Linked DNA regions of Mus musculus: all the other regions are linked to region 3. The links are chromatin contacts, called in public Hi-C maps. All regions are on one chromosome and are shown on one strand. The core of a region is the stretch at or near the end of the contact, and the rest is flanking DNA. Distances in the headings are between cores, read along the strand shown. Region 1 overlaps Ssh2 (slingshot protein phosphatase 2). Region 2 overlaps Ssh2 (slingshot protein phosphatase 2). Region 3 overlaps Efcab5 (EF-hand calcium binding domain 5).

Region 1 (4,811 bases), core at 628-3,127, 160 kb after region 3:
CTGCAGAGCATTAACACATTCTTCTAGCCTTCATGAGGACCTGCACTTGGATCTCACAAATAATCTAAAAAACAAAATGCTTCATAAATAGCGGGTAACTCACAAAAATTTCCTGTTGCTTCAACTGATAGGCAAGAAAGCTTTATTTAGGTTTTCTTTTAATCCTGTCATAATAGGAGTAAGATATGACTTTGACTTCATTTGCAATTGTTGCATACTTTAACTTATTTTTACTTTACTAGATGTTATATTTTTATAAAGTATGAATAGGTTGAATTTTTGGTCTGGCTCCTGATTCCAGCCAGTATCAACATTCTTTCTTGGTGTTCTGTCCTGTTCCTTGTGCCCACATGTTCAGCTAGCTAGTCACCAGAATTGGAAGAGGTGCTTGAAGATGACTGCAGATTCTTTGCTGCTGCTTCCCCAGAAGAGGAATCTAGTTCCTCTCCTGGAATCTGGGTTGTCCTTTAATGCATCAAGAGAGTGTAACATAGTGGCATTACACTATTGCCAGCTCCAAGCCTAGCATCCTTTTAGAGCCCTGGGCTGCTATGCAAGAAGCCAACCCTGAAACTACTCTCCTTTGAGGGGGCCCAAGCCATATTAGAGCTCACATTAGGCACTGCAATGTACCTTCAGTTTTACAGCCATCCAGGTCAAAACAACAGTTGTGAGACTGAAGCTGCTTGGATCTTCATGTATTCGCTGTACAACAGCACTGAGTGAATAATAAGTATTGAGTGAACACCCAGCTAAGTGCTCCTGGGATTCATTTGTTACAAACCAATTAATAATCTATGCAACTGGTTTCACCTCCATTTTCTTTGCTCCTAGGAAATAGGCTAAGCTTTCTCTTAACAAGTAATCCAAACACTAGGAATGGTACCTGTATTAAGCAGAGTTTTCTAGAGATACAGAACCAACCGAATTCACACACACACACAAAGCATGTTCATAGACGTATATTCTCTGGTGCAACACAGCACACAGGACCAAGTTCTCAAAACAGTAGATGGGACGTGTTAGCAGTTCCAATCTAGTGCAGAAAGCCTGAGAGCTCCCTGGAGAGCCACTGGTCTATAAGGAATGACTGAAGACAATGGAGTTTGTTGTCAGTAGATGGCAGCAAATATAGATGAATCATTCAAATAGAAATGAGCCGGGGCAAGCATTTGCTGCTTTCCTCTGGCTTCTTCCTTTTTCAACTGGGATGCCATTTGGGAGGGACCGTCCACACTTAAGAGTGGATCTCCCCACTCCCTACTTGCTCTCACATGTTAGTCCTCTCTGTACACATCTCCACATTCACTCAGATGCCTTTCACCAGTTCTAGACACCTTTAAATCCAGCCATGGTGACAACCAGTAGAGTTGTCACAGTGCCTTTACATCCTCCTGCTTCCACAGACCAGAAGCACAGCACTATCTTTAGTTCCAAAGTGCACACTTCCTCTTAAAAGGCCACTATTGATTTTTTTCCTGACACCCCCTAGCCCCCCCCCATTATTAGTTTATTGCCAAGGGCAGAGAAAACTGATAAATTATATCTACCATATCTAGTTAATGGATAATCCAGTTTCCTGGCTATAGAGCTGTCATGGTAGGATACCTAGCATTGTGGAACCATAACAGTAAGACTACTTGATAGCTTTAACCCCCAATTCTACCTTTGTTCCAGCAATGCACAACTACTCAATGCTCCTCAAATGTGAAACTTGTTTCCACTTATTCTTGTAAAAGTAACTTTTATTCTCCTATAGTAATTGTCATCTCTTATTTTTACTGCCTTTTTCTGCTAACCTAGGCCTAGTCCTAGAAGCCTCTAGCCTCTATAGAATCTTATCTAAGCCTAGAATGTTGTCACTGCTAAATAAGCTCACCCTTTCTAGGTCTTTCTGAACTCTGGCTGGCTAGTCAACTCAGCTGTTCCTGGCTCAAAACTTGGCTTTACATTAATTGATTCAATCTGGCTTCTCTCAGCTTCTCCTAAATTGCTCTGTTTTGTATAATACAAACTTTGGCAGTATATTCTGATCTTTTGGCTCCTTATTCTCTGGTTTGTTCTGTCTTCACCTGTGTCTACCATGTTCCCTCTCTGAAACCTCTCTTTATAACTGTCCTGGTAAAACTGCCTCCTTTCTACTTCCTCTCTCTCTGCACTGCACACTTAAGTAGCTTCCCTTTCCTCTCTCCTTTGAGAGTTGGGCAGATCCTATTCTGTCAAATATTTCTCTGATTCATCACTTTGTTTGCCACCAATTAGATATCACTTTCAAACATGGGTGCTTCTTTCTACAAACTAAATTTATCTTCATTGTTTGGGATTCAGGGTAAGTCTGTATTCCTGCCAGACAAATTAAAGTTGTGTGCTAATGCTGAGCCATATCATGACTAGAAACAGGTCTTTTTTTTTTTTTTTTCCTTCAGTAAATAACACAATCTTGAGATACACAGTGTGATCAGATAGCCTGTAACATTTTCGGTTCTTTGTGCCTCTGCCTGAAATAAGTCTGCTTTTACTACTTGACAAAACTTTCTAGTTCAAGCCCAACGTAAAAGTTAACTTAGCTAAAACACTTTCCAATCCTAGAGTTATTTCTTCCTCTGATGCTTCTATGCTATACTGTCCAACTTTGCTTTGGTCCAAGTGAGGCAATTAACATTTTTAATAGAACTTTCTCCTTGAGTTACAATGTGAAATATCCAAGGATAAGGATCAGTCTTATTTACTGGCTAGAAAATAAGACATTGGTGAGTTGATATTGAATGTATGCATACAGAAATAAAAACAAGTAAATTGTTTGCTTAGCCAAAAGGAAAGCCTTAGGGCCCAAATCACCTCCTGAAAAAACAAGCAACACAACAAAGTTCTTCAAACTTGTTAAAGCTAACAGGTTGCAAATACATAGTCCATACTTGCTGGAAATGTATAACCAGTTGGTTTTAAGTGTTTGCCTATAAGAAATCTCACTAGTTAATCACTACAGCCACTTGATTTTGCCTCTTCCTCTAGTCCCATCTTGTACCTAGGGCACTGTGATGACAGGTGGGATTAGGCATGGTTCTTGAACTAAAACAAAACAAAACAAATCAAACAAACAAAAAAAAACCTTACAGTTTAATGGTGAAAGATAAATGAAGAACCCACTCATAACCTAGAAACAGAACTGGATGGTGCTAGAGTAAAGATAGAATTGGAGGGAAACAGATATTTCCAGGTGATAGAAGAAATAGCATTAATGTCTGGCATTTGAAACCAACTTTGAGCTGGGCAGTGGTGGTGGTAACACCTTTAATCCCAGCACTTGGGAGGCAGAGGCAGGCGGATTTCTGAGTTCGAGGCCAGCCTGGTCTACAGAGTGAGTTCCAGGACAGCCAGGGCTACACAGAGAAACCCTGTCTTGAAACACACACACACACACACACACACACACACACACACAAGAAACAAGCTTTGAAGACTGGTGTGAAGATTAAATGATTATTATATTCTGTATATATTGATTAGTGGTGGAAATTACTACAGTGGAAATTATTCCCTAACCAGTTTTTTCCCAAATAACCACACAGAGACCTTTTAATATTTCAAAGCCTTAGGCCTTGGCTGGGTACACTCTCAACTAGCTCACCTGTCTTAGTCAGGGTTTCTATTCCTGCACAAACATCATGACCAAGAAGCAAGTTGGGGAGGAAAGGGTTTATTCAGCTTACACTTCCATACTGCTGTTCATCACCAAGGAAGTCAGGACTGGAACTCAAGCAGGTCAGAAAGCAGGAGCCGATGCAGAGGCCATGGAGGGATGTTCTTTACTGGCTTGCCTCCCCTGGCTTGCTCAGCCTGCTCTCTTATAGAACCCAAGACTACCAGCCCAGAGATGGTCCCACCCACAAGGGGCCTTTCCCCCTTGATCACTAATTGAGAAAATGCCTGACAGTTGTATCTCATGGAGGCATTTCCTCAACTGAAGCTCCTTTCTCTGTGATAACCCCAGCTGTGTCAAGTTGACACAGAACTAGCCAATACATCACCTAAGTTAAACTAACTACCTAGCTCCAGCCAGCCAGAAGGTGATGAGTTACACTTTCTAGGCCTGTGATCATATCTGTCTCCTCCCATGTCCTGGTGTAAAGGCTTTCTGCCTTCTTCCTCCCAGAGTTCCTTTCTTCCTCCCAGGAAGTCCTACCTTCCACTTCTTACCCAACTTGTTGACTATTGGATTTTTATTAAAGCCAATTAGAGAATGCCTTAGGTAGGTGAAGGACAGAGACACAGTACAGAGTACCACAACACTGGTGAAGAATATACAACAGGGAAGAAGGGTCATCCATGGTGATATAAGAGCAGGAACAAGTCAGGAGAATAATAAATGAATATACAATATTGGAACATATGGAAACTAAAAGGAATTCGGGGAAACTATTGCTTACACTTTGGACCACCCATTGTTTTTCACAGCCTGTGTCTCTGCAAATGAGGCTTGGGTGCTTACACTTTCCCCAGACTGTATTAGTTATCTTTTTTATTGCTGTGACAGAAAGCAACTCACATTTTTAAAGGGAATACTATCCATCATGGTGGGAAGGGTGTGGTGGCTCTTTAGTAGCAGGAGCTTGCAGCAGCTGCTTATGTTATCCTAGTGAGGCTGTAAAAAGAGACAAATGCTGATGCTTATCAGGATTTCTCCTTCCTCTTACTCAGTCTTAGATCCCACCCCCGTGGGAGGGTGCTACCCTGTTTAGGTTGAGTCCTTCCTCCTTAATTAAGTATCTCTATAAACACTGTCACAGAAATGCCCAAAAATGTGTCTTCTG
Region 2 (4,768 bases), core at 1,334-3,833, 250 kb after region 3:
CATACACACACAAATCTGTGATAACACAAAATCAGAAACCGTAATACACAAGCAAAAGTAAGGTTAAAAGACAAACCAACGCTGGGCAGTGGTGGTGCACTCCTTTAATCCCAACACTTGGGAAGCAGAGGCAGGCAGATTTCTGAGGTCGAGGCCAGCCTGGTCTACAGAGTGAGTTCCAGGACAGCCAGGGCTACACAGAGAAACCCTGTCTCTGAAAACAAAACAAAACAAAACAAAACAAAACAAAACAAAATCAACAAAGCAATATTGAGACCCCCTCAAAAAAAGTCTCCAAAGAAACACCATTGAGTTCATTTTGTGTTGGCCTTCTCCTGCTGGGTATGAGGCCTGTCTTAAGTTTGGTTTGTATGTCCAGATTCTTAGAAACAACATAACAGGTATTATTTTATCTCTCTCTAGTTAGTTTAGTATTACATCAAAGATTTTATAGTTTACTATATGGGTTGAAATTTGAATTTAGGTCTCCCAACTTTTGACTCTCTTGCCTTGGTGGCATGCTATGAGATGCTGGCTTAAAGGGGGGAAAAAAGGGTTAAATGATTTAAAATTTCTCTAATTTTTTTGTTTCTTTGTTATCTGTTAACCTCAGGCTGTAAGACTGGAAAGTACTTACCAAAACCGAACACGCTATATGGTCGTGGTTTCAACTAATGGTAGACAAGACACTGAAGAAAGCATTGTCCTGGGAATGGATTTTTCTTCTAATGACAGGTATGATACCATAAAAAATGGGGAAGGGGCATGAAAACTACTTTTTAAGAGAACTACTTTTAAAATAACCTGTTACAGTTATTAAAGCTATTGCAAAAGTGTCTTGTATAATTAAGCTTTTAAAATTCAAGATAAAGTAGGGCTAGAAGGTAAGAGGATGAGGTTTGTGCGTTTGTGTTTTATCTTTTTGAGACAAGATCTCTCTGATGTAGACCAGGCTGACCTTGAACTCAGAAATCAGCCCACCTCTGCCTCCCAAGTGCTGGGACTCAAGGTGTGAGCCACTAAACCCAGTTTGTATTCTTGATATATGTCTTGATCACTATTCTGTTGCCATAAATAAACAACATGACCACAACATTTATTTTAAAAAAATAAAAGCATTTATTGAAGCTTGCCTACAATTTCAAAGGTTTAGTCCATTATTATCATATCATGGCAGGGAACATGTCAGCATGCAGGCAGACATGGTACTAGAGAAGAAGCAAAGAATTCTACATCCAGATCCACAGGCAGCAGGAAGAGAGAGCCATTGGGCCTGGTTTGAGCTCTTGAAACCTTAAAGGCCACCCAGTAAAACACTTCCTCCAACAAGACCACATCTACTCCAACAAGGGCACACATCCTAATTCTCCTCAAGTAGTGACACAAGTATCGTCATCTCAGAAGCCTGAGAGTGTCATACTCATCCAAACCACCACATGTACATGTTTATGAAAATGGTTAACATAGATGTATGAAGGTATCACAGTGAAGCCCATTATCTACAGTGAATACATGGTAATGAAATTTTTAAGTTAAAAAACAATTCATGACAACCTGAGGAGATGGCTCAGGGTAAAGTGTTTGCTATGTAAGATCAAGTACCTGAGTTCAGTTCCTAGCGTTGGTGGAAAATCTAGGTACAGCAGTGTGAGCCTATAATCCCAGGGGTAAGGAAGTGGAGACACGCCAGGCAGTGGTGGTGCACGCCTTTAATCCCAGCACTTGGGAGGCAGAGGCAGGCAGATTTCTGAGTTCGAGGCCACCCTGGTCTACAGAGTGAGTTCCAGGACACCCAGGGCTGTACAGAGAAACCCTGTCTCAAAAAAAAAAAAACAAAAAACAAAAAAAACAAACAACAAACAACAACAACAACAACAAATGAAGTGGAGCCAGGGTAATCCCTGGACTTTCTGTGAGCAGCCAAGGAGCTCGCCTAGCCAAATCTGTGAGAACCTGTCTCTAAGGTGACGAGCAATTGAGAAAGACACCCAAGATGACCTCTGGCCTCCAAATGTACCCCATAAAAATATGAACACATGTACACACACATAGACACAAAAATCAAGGCATAAAACTAGGAAATAAGTTTTGACCATGATCTTCAGAGGCAGTGACACTTGGTAAAAATCTTTGACTATTTCTAATTTACTCTTATTCTTTACTTTTCTCTTATTGTTGGGTACTAATGATAAAATTAAGCAAATGGAAACATAGCTCTGGGGTAATGTTTTTTTCTCCTGCCAATCTAGTCTTTCCATCAGTAATGCTCTACTTTGATAATCCAAGGGCTCACGCCTTTCTTGGTAATATACCACTGGTCTTGGGTTCAAAACTCACATGTACCTTGCTTCCTGTAATTAAAGATATCTCAGACCGACTCCAGATCATTGTGGTTATTATTGGAAGGAGCTGGGTCTATATCCTTAAGGCATTAGGGTTTTCTGTTGTATTTCCCTACTGTTTCTGAAGAACCTTTGAGAAGCCTGTGGAATGTGGCTGCTAAGCAGATCTTTACACTCTGAGATAATAAGCCTCAGGAAATCCTGCCAGATGTCTCAAACCATGACTTCCTGGTTTAGGACTAAAATGGAATTGTGCAATAGCGAGGGGCGTGGCCCAGGCCTAGGGAAATTTATACACACTCGTACACACATGCACATGCACGCACAAAGCCCTGGGTTTGGAGGAAGGGGTATAGATGACAATGATTGTCCTTCCGATTTGGAGTTGGGGGCAGGGAAATCCTAGTATCTCTAGAAAGTATCTTCCAAAATCTTGGTTTACTCTAGTTTGTACATAGAAGTAGTCTTGCTTTGCTCTGTGTTACTGCAATAAAACACTGACCAAAATGAACTTGGTGAGATAGCTAAGTGGGTATGTGAGCCTGCTGTCAACCCCAACAACCTGGGTTCAGTTCCCCAGCACCCACATAGTGGAACAAACCAACTCAAGTTGTCTTCTTCTAGCCTCCAGCATGCTACCCCATGTACACAAAATAAAATTAAAAATTTTTTTCAAGTTTGGGAGGAAAGAGTTCAGCTCACAGGTTATAGACCAACATCATGGGGAGCCAGGGCAGGAACCTCGAGTCAGGGATTAAAGCGGAGGATGCTGACGGGCTTGCTCCCAGGCTCACATGTATAAATAAGGTAGTTCTTATACAGCTCAGGCCCACTTGCCTAGGGATGGCACTGCCCACCATAAGCTGCCTCCTCCATCAATTAGCAATCAAAAGAAAATGCCCCATAGACAAGCTGACAGGCCGTCCAATCAAGAGCATCGTCCTTTAGTTGAGCTTCCTTGCCCTTTTCCCAGGAATGACAAGTTAGGAGGGGAAAAGACAAAAGTCAGCTTGGGAAATGTGTTGTGAACATGTATACCAGTTACAGCATTTAATTATATGCTCTGACTTTACAGAGGCTTGGCAACCACTTTTAGGAAGCTTTCTCTTGCAGTAGCTTCTAGTGTTTTTCATAAGTAACAGCCCTTTTAGTAAGGAAATACTCATTTTTTGAGAATGGTGGCATGCTCCAGTAATCCCATCATTCCAGAGGCAGAGGCAGGAGAATTGCCAAGAAGGTGAGGCCAGCCTGGTCTACGTAGTAAGTTCAGGACATCCAGTCTTATATATAAGACTATCTCAAGGACGAGGAAGTAGGGAAAATACCTACCTTTCCACATTCAATGGAAGTTTCTAACCTCTGGTTTGGATTTTTACCTATGTGGACCTATATTGTCAAGTATTTTTGCCATTTGACACCTGGCTATTTAAATAAGTAAAGACTAAAATGATATGTAAAAAAAATAAATTCTCATCATAACTAGTCAAATTTCATTTACTTTCTTAGTCATGTGTGATTAACAGCTCCCCTGTAGAACAGTATGGTACAGTTAAACAGAATTGCTGTGGCTGTATTTCCTTTGTTCAGTTCCCCTTGACTCCTCAGTTGGAAACCCTGTAGAACAGGAACTTTTGGTGCATGGAAACTGCTGAGGCTTCCCCCTGAGGCTGGAGGCAGTAACTCTGACTCTCACTCTGGAGTGTTAGCCATCAGATACCAGGGCAGACACTTTCCATGGGTAACTGGTAATTTATCCTCAGCAAACCACATCAGTTTGTTCTAATGATCCTGCCTGCATCATACCTAAAAGATGCCATTCCATTAACAAAATTTTAGTGTCTAGAAAACAAACTGGGACATGAAGAGCTAAAGATATAAAATCCTGTTATGTCTTCTGTTGAGCAAGCCTGTTTTACAGTAAAAGAAGTGCTGTTGGTTTCAGAATGCTAGTGCTCAGATACTCTTAAAGGAATTTGTTATATTATTTTATATGCCAGAATATGAAAATATGTTTCAAAACACCATTAAGTCAAAGTAGAAGATAGATTGATAAATACAAGTAGTGATGTTGTAGCCAATTTATTTAGCTTATTTTGAGAAGCGTATTGTAGTTTTAAGTGACAAAATTTCCTATTAATACAATTTAAAGTTGTTTTTCAAAATACAGTGCATATGCCTCAGGTTATAAAATAGCAGAGCTTTGTGGTCTGGTATTTGTTTGTTGCTCCCCAGATGTTTTCCTTTGAGAGAAGTTCTCACTGTGAAGCCCAGGATATCCTTGAACTCAGGCAGCACCTTCAACAGTTTTCATTTGGTATCACTGATGCTTTTAAACTGCTTGTGTCTTGCTGCCTGACACCCTACATCTCTTTCAGATGCATTAGAACACCTATTCTAAGTTAATATTTGATGTTAATTTTCTAATG
Region 3 (4,912 bases), core at 1,133-3,632:
TAATGTTTAATGTTGAAACCTGCCCAGTTTTGTCCACTTATTTCATTTATCTGCTCTTCCTTTATCAATTCTCTTAATATGTTTTGTCATTCTATATTAGGTGATTTGTTTATAAGACAAATATAGCACCCCACCCTGTCTATGAAAAGTCACAGCCCCTGAGATGGACAAGGTTCTGATTTTAAAACATTTTGGGAATTAGAAAGGGGGTTTATCAAAAGCACACAATGAGTGTCAAGTGTGTCTTATTTTTAAAATGCAAAAAGATCATTCATCTTAAAATTAGAAAGACTGGTTGTTTGGGCTTTTTTTTTTTTTCCTTAAATACATGGTCTTACTCCATAGCCCAGACTGGCCTCTAATTCACAATTCTTCTGCCTCAGCTTCTCAAATACCAAGATTGCAGGCATGCACCACCATGCTCAGCTGAGAGGCTACATTTAAGAGGACATTGTTAAATTCTTACCCTCTCCCTCTCAAGTAAGTAGGGGTCATATTTACAATATTTTTTTGATGATAGTGTTTTCAAAATTTTTTTGAGGATTTGGCGGAAACCTTGGTGGCTCTGAGCACTTGTTCTCTTGCAGAGGGCTGGGTTTCCGTTCTTAGCTCCCACATGGCACCTCACAGCCTTCTGTGACTCTCGTTTCATAGGATCTGTCACCCTCTTCTGGCCTCTAGGGCATCAGACACACATACAAGCAGACAAACATTCATACATAAAAAATAATAAATATTATTTTTTTAAAGATTTATTTATTTATTTATTATATGTAAGTACACTGTAGCTGTCTTCAGACACTCCAGAAGAGGGAGTCAGATCTTGTTACAGATGGTTATGAGCCACCATGTGGTTGCTGGGATTTGAACTCCGGACCTTCGGAAGAGCAGTCAGTGCTCTTACCCACTGAGCCATCTCACCAGCCCTAAATATTATTTTTAAAATTCCAATAATGCTACTTTGGCAATGGTAAAATAGGGGCCTTAGAATAAATTCAGTCTCCAGTGAACAAGAATTAACTAGTCATTTCAGTTTGTAAGGTTAAATTTCATCTCCAAAGAGCTAAAGAGATGAGAAGGTAGTTGTTACTACCAGACCATCACACACACACACACACACACACACACACACACACACACACACACACACTGTCTTACTGCCTCCACCCAAATCCTTATTCATTTGATTCTCTAGTAATTCTGGGAGTGATTAGAAATTTTTATTTCCAAATTGTCATGTCTATTTCTAGCCAAGTTTGTAAAAATAGAAAAGACTTGTTGTTATTGTTGTTGTTCTTACTGTGCTGTCCTCCTGCTTTTACTTGTCTCATAGTAAAGGAGGACTAGGTGATGTATTAAAAACCACATACTCTCAGGGATTTCATGTCAGAGAACACTCCTGTTTCTGGAAAACGTGAATTTATGTGGGTGCTAAACATTTCTATCAAATTCTGTAAAATGTTTCCTTTTCCTCTGGAGACAAACCATGATTCCGATTTTTTTTTTCTCATTTGGAAAATTGGCTACTTGTAACAGAAAAGTTTGTTCCATAAGGAGCTGTATATTTGGCTATCGTTTTAGAAGGAAAACCAAGTTGTATTCTTTATGTTACTTGTTAAAATTATTTTCAAGCTCATCCTAAAAATAAAAACACCTGAGAGCGACGAGCGTGTGGATCTTGAGAGCTCCGAGTGAGCGCGGGAGCCACAGGAAGCACCTTTAAATGACCTCTTGATTCGTTTGCACAAAAATTAACACAAATGTTTCTAAGGTGGAGACTAGCTTTACTTTTTTTTTTTTTTTTTTCCCGAGACAGGGTTTCTCTTGTGTAGCCCTGGCTGTCCTGGAACTCACTTTGTAGACCAGGCTGGCCTCGAACTCAGAAATCTGCCTGCCTCTGCCTCCTGAGTGCTGGGATTAAAGGTGTTCGCCACCATGCCCGGCTTTTTTTTTTTTTTAATTGAGGAAACTTGAGATGGTCATGGTGGCACACACTTTTAATCCCAGAATTTGGGAAGCAGGGGCAAGCAGATCTCTGAGGCCAGCCTGGTCATCAGGGTGCATTCCAGGACACTCAGGACTACACAGAGAGCCCCTGTCTCAAATAAAACAAAACAACCCCCAAAATAATAATAATAAAAGACAAAAAAGTTGAGGAAATTTGAAAAGCACTTAGACTTGGCGATCATACACAATGCCAACAATACATAACGAGCATTTATAGTTCTAACTTAAAGTAAACATCAAAAGGTAGGACAAATATGGAGACTGGGCTCGTGTCCATATTTGTTTCTACTTGTTTCAAGCTGGGGCTTGTCCTAAGTGATCCCATTTTTTAAAAGAGCAGCTTCTTCCGTCTTCAGCACAAACGCTGAGGTAGAATGACTCATGTCTTGTTTGTGCAAGTGAACAACCGTAGCACAAACCACAAGGCACAGCCTGCTAAGCAACCTCTTTATACAATAAAGTATAACAACCTAGGAACTTCAAGTTTAAGTCAGGAACACCCGGATGCATGGGGATATCAAAACCATATCAGAAACACAGACTTATGCACTTATTAAATACGCCAGACGAAAGGATGACGCAACCCCCCCCCCCCTTGGTACTATTAAAGTCATTTTTCCCATCCGGTAAAATGGCCACAGCAGTGTGTTTACCTGTGACCTGGGCTCCAGCTCAAGTGAAGTTTCTCCTGCTAGGGACAAGCAGATTGGTTCAAACTGACCCTAAAACTGCCCTCCCTTCCCCCACCCTGCAGCATTTGACAACTCTGCACCTGCAGTTCATAAAGCTTATCTGACCTCTCCAAAGACAGTTCCTTGAGTCTGAATCAGCTGCCTTCAGTATGGTCTCTCTGTGGACTCTTTACCCATTTGAAGCCTCCTATAATGCTTCCCCCCCTCTGTCTCTGTCTCTGTCTCTGTCTCTCTCTGTCTCTGTCTCTCTTTCTCTCTCTCTCTCTGTCCCTCTCTGTCTGTCTCTTTGTCTCTCTGTCTCTCTCTCTGTCTCTCTCTCTCTGTCTCCGCCTTTTTCTCTCATGTAAAGAACATTATACTTTAATACTCTTAAAAACTGTTAATACTGTTTAACTACTATTAGCAATAGTAATTAAGATTGGAATAAAAGAATCTACTATTGCCAATGACTGTGTCTACCAAGGGAAAACAGTGATATCTGGTGAATTAAGGTAAAAGAAATTGAATTGTCTTTGAATTCATGGCATCACACATTAAATGTGGAAAGACCCCAACGTGCCCATGTTGCTGACATAGCTTGTTCATATTAGAAAAAAATACAAATGACTAGGTCACACAATAAAGTATTTTAACATGAAAATATTTAACTTCTGTTAAAAAAAAAAAAAGTGAGGCTCAGGGAACATAGCTCAGAGGCAGTGACTGCCCAGCATGTGCAATCTCAAGCATTGAAAGAAGAAAAATAATCAAATTGTAGGTTTCTCATTCCTAGCAGTGCTAACTGACTGGGCTCAAGTAGGAGGAGAGCTCTTGTGCATTGCTGGTGGGAGAATAAATCACAGCAATCAACAGCACAACGTGACAGCTGGCACCCAAAACTTTCAGCTCTTCTTTCTTTGACCTAGCCAGTTCCACTTCTGGGACTCCATTCTAAACAAATGACTGGTGCTCTGTCAGGCTCGAGTAACAGTTAGACTAGACATTTCTGGCTACTGAACGGATGTCCTCCTAGTTCTAGAGACTGCACTGTCTGAATTGAAGGCTCAAAGAGTTGACGTCAGATAATGTCTCTTCCTTGGATTGCAGATGGCTACCTTCTTGCTCTGTCCTCACATTGACTTTCCATAGTGTACATGCCCACAACCACACATGTGTGTGCCCCTTTTCCAGAGAGAGAGAGAGAGAGAGAGAGAGAGACAGAGACAGAGACAGAGACAGAGACAGAGACAGAGACAGAGAGAGAATGAGAGAACTTGTTATAAAGCACTGGTCCTAATTCACTCCTAGCTCTGAATATTTTTTTAATACACCCACTTTAGGCCCTAAAGTTTAGGGGTCAGGGACTTAACATATATATTGAGAGGATGAGAGACAGTTTTAAACTGTAAATACAGATTTATATGTAGGTATTGTATAGTTTTATTAGGAGTATGAGACAGTAACTGTCCGTCAATAAACAGATGACTAAGTAAACATAACCACGTAGCAAAGCATTACACTGCCATTAAGATGGTTTAGGGACCAGGCTGGGAAGGAGCGCTTTTCCCTGTTTCTCTAACTTACTTGCAACTAAAACCTCTAGATCCCTGGTTTACAAAAAGCTTTAATCCTGACCATGAAAGCTGAAAGGAAGGTGGCAGGCTGCCTGGGGACCACAGGACCTCAGCCCCTGCATGGTGCTGACTTTTTTGGGCTTCTTTTTGCCTCACCAATGGCCTTCCAAAAGGCCAGTAAGAACAGAAAGAAGCAAGAATTTAAAACCAAGAAAGGTTTGAACTAGCCAAAGGAGTAAAAATGTGACTTGATATTATGATCTGAGGAACAAACATATCACAGTGTTAACAGTGGATATAAGCTGGTAATAGAATTACAGACTTAACATTTTTCTCTTTACCTTTTTGTTTGTGATGTTCTAAAATAAGCCCATATTACTTTCTTAGTTAGATATACTTCATATATGGTTAAAATTCATATTACTTTATAATTAAACATAAGAGCATCTTCTAAATTGCTTATTTGTAGAGAAACTACTAAGACAAATAGGCAAGCAGCACTGAGAATCAATTTTTGCAAAGAAATGTAAGTTATATCTATAATTACGTTAAAGAGAAAAGGCCTCCCCTTTTCTGAGCTTTTCCCCCTCAGGCATGCAAGTGTCTAGAGGGCAGAGAATCATTCTCAGAGTAGGTCCTTTCCTGCCATCTTCTGGGTTC

Evidence for each region. Hi-C and Micro-C count contacts between places; a contact is called where the count stands out from the background.
Region 1: a Hi-C map of bone marrow-derived macrophages shows a contact between it and region 3, with 26 read pairs. The contact joins two enhancer-like sites. A contact is called at or near these places in 2 of 15 datasets of contacts at CTCF or cohesin (the NIH/3T3 cell line and large pre-B cells), 4 of 484 Hi-C or Micro-C datasets (the HPC-7 cell line, bone marrow-derived macrophages, embryonic stem cells and 1 more), 1 of 115 datasets of contacts at active chromatin or transcription factors (embryonic stem cells) and 3 of 9 other capture datasets (adipose tissue, liver and macrophages).
Region 2: a contact with region 3 is called in a Hi-C map of bone marrow-derived macrophages, with 16 read pairs. The contact joins two enhancer-like sites. A contact is called at or near these places in 1 of 15 datasets of contacts at CTCF or cohesin (the NIH/3T3 cell line), 2 of 484 Hi-C or Micro-C datasets (bone marrow-derived macrophages and nephron progenitors) and 2 of 9 other capture datasets (adipose tissue and embryonic trunk).

Annotation. Positions count from the first base shown.
Region 1 is chr11:77,316,759-77,321,569 of GRCm38.p6, forward strand. All of the region lies in intron 1 of Ssh2 (slingshot protein phosphatase 2), which reads left to right. Among named protein-coding and RNA genes, the nearest start is that of Gm24989, 74 kb to the left of the region's middle. Within about 2 kb of position 1,878, at least 28 of the 459 cell types and tissues checked have an H3K27ac peak or open chromatin away from gene starts, as enhancers often do. A contact at or near this core is called in the HPC-7 cell line and bone marrow-derived macrophages, where this site is marked.
Region 2 is chr11:77,407,513-77,412,280 of GRCm38.p6, forward strand. It overlaps Ssh2 (slingshot protein phosphatase 2), which reads left to right. Exons shown (of 15, transcript NM_177710.4): 5 at 614-735. Among named protein-coding and RNA genes, the nearest start is that of Coro6, 54 kb to the right of the region's middle. Within about 2 kb of position 2,584, at least 59 of the 459 cell types and tissues checked have an H3K27ac peak or open chromatin away from gene starts, as enhancers often do. A contact at or near this core is called in bone marrow-derived macrophages, where this site is marked.
Region 3 is chr11:77,158,134-77,163,045 of GRCm38.p6, forward strand. The region is part of intron 2 of Efcab5 (EF-hand calcium binding domain 5); the gene reads right to left. Among named protein-coding and RNA genes, the nearest start is that of Efcab5, 28 kb to the right of the region's middle. Within about 2 kb of position 2,383, at least 60 of the 459 cell types and tissues checked have an H3K27ac peak or open chromatin away from gene starts, as enhancers often do. A contact at or near this core is called in the HPC-7 cell line and bone marrow-derived macrophages, where this site is marked.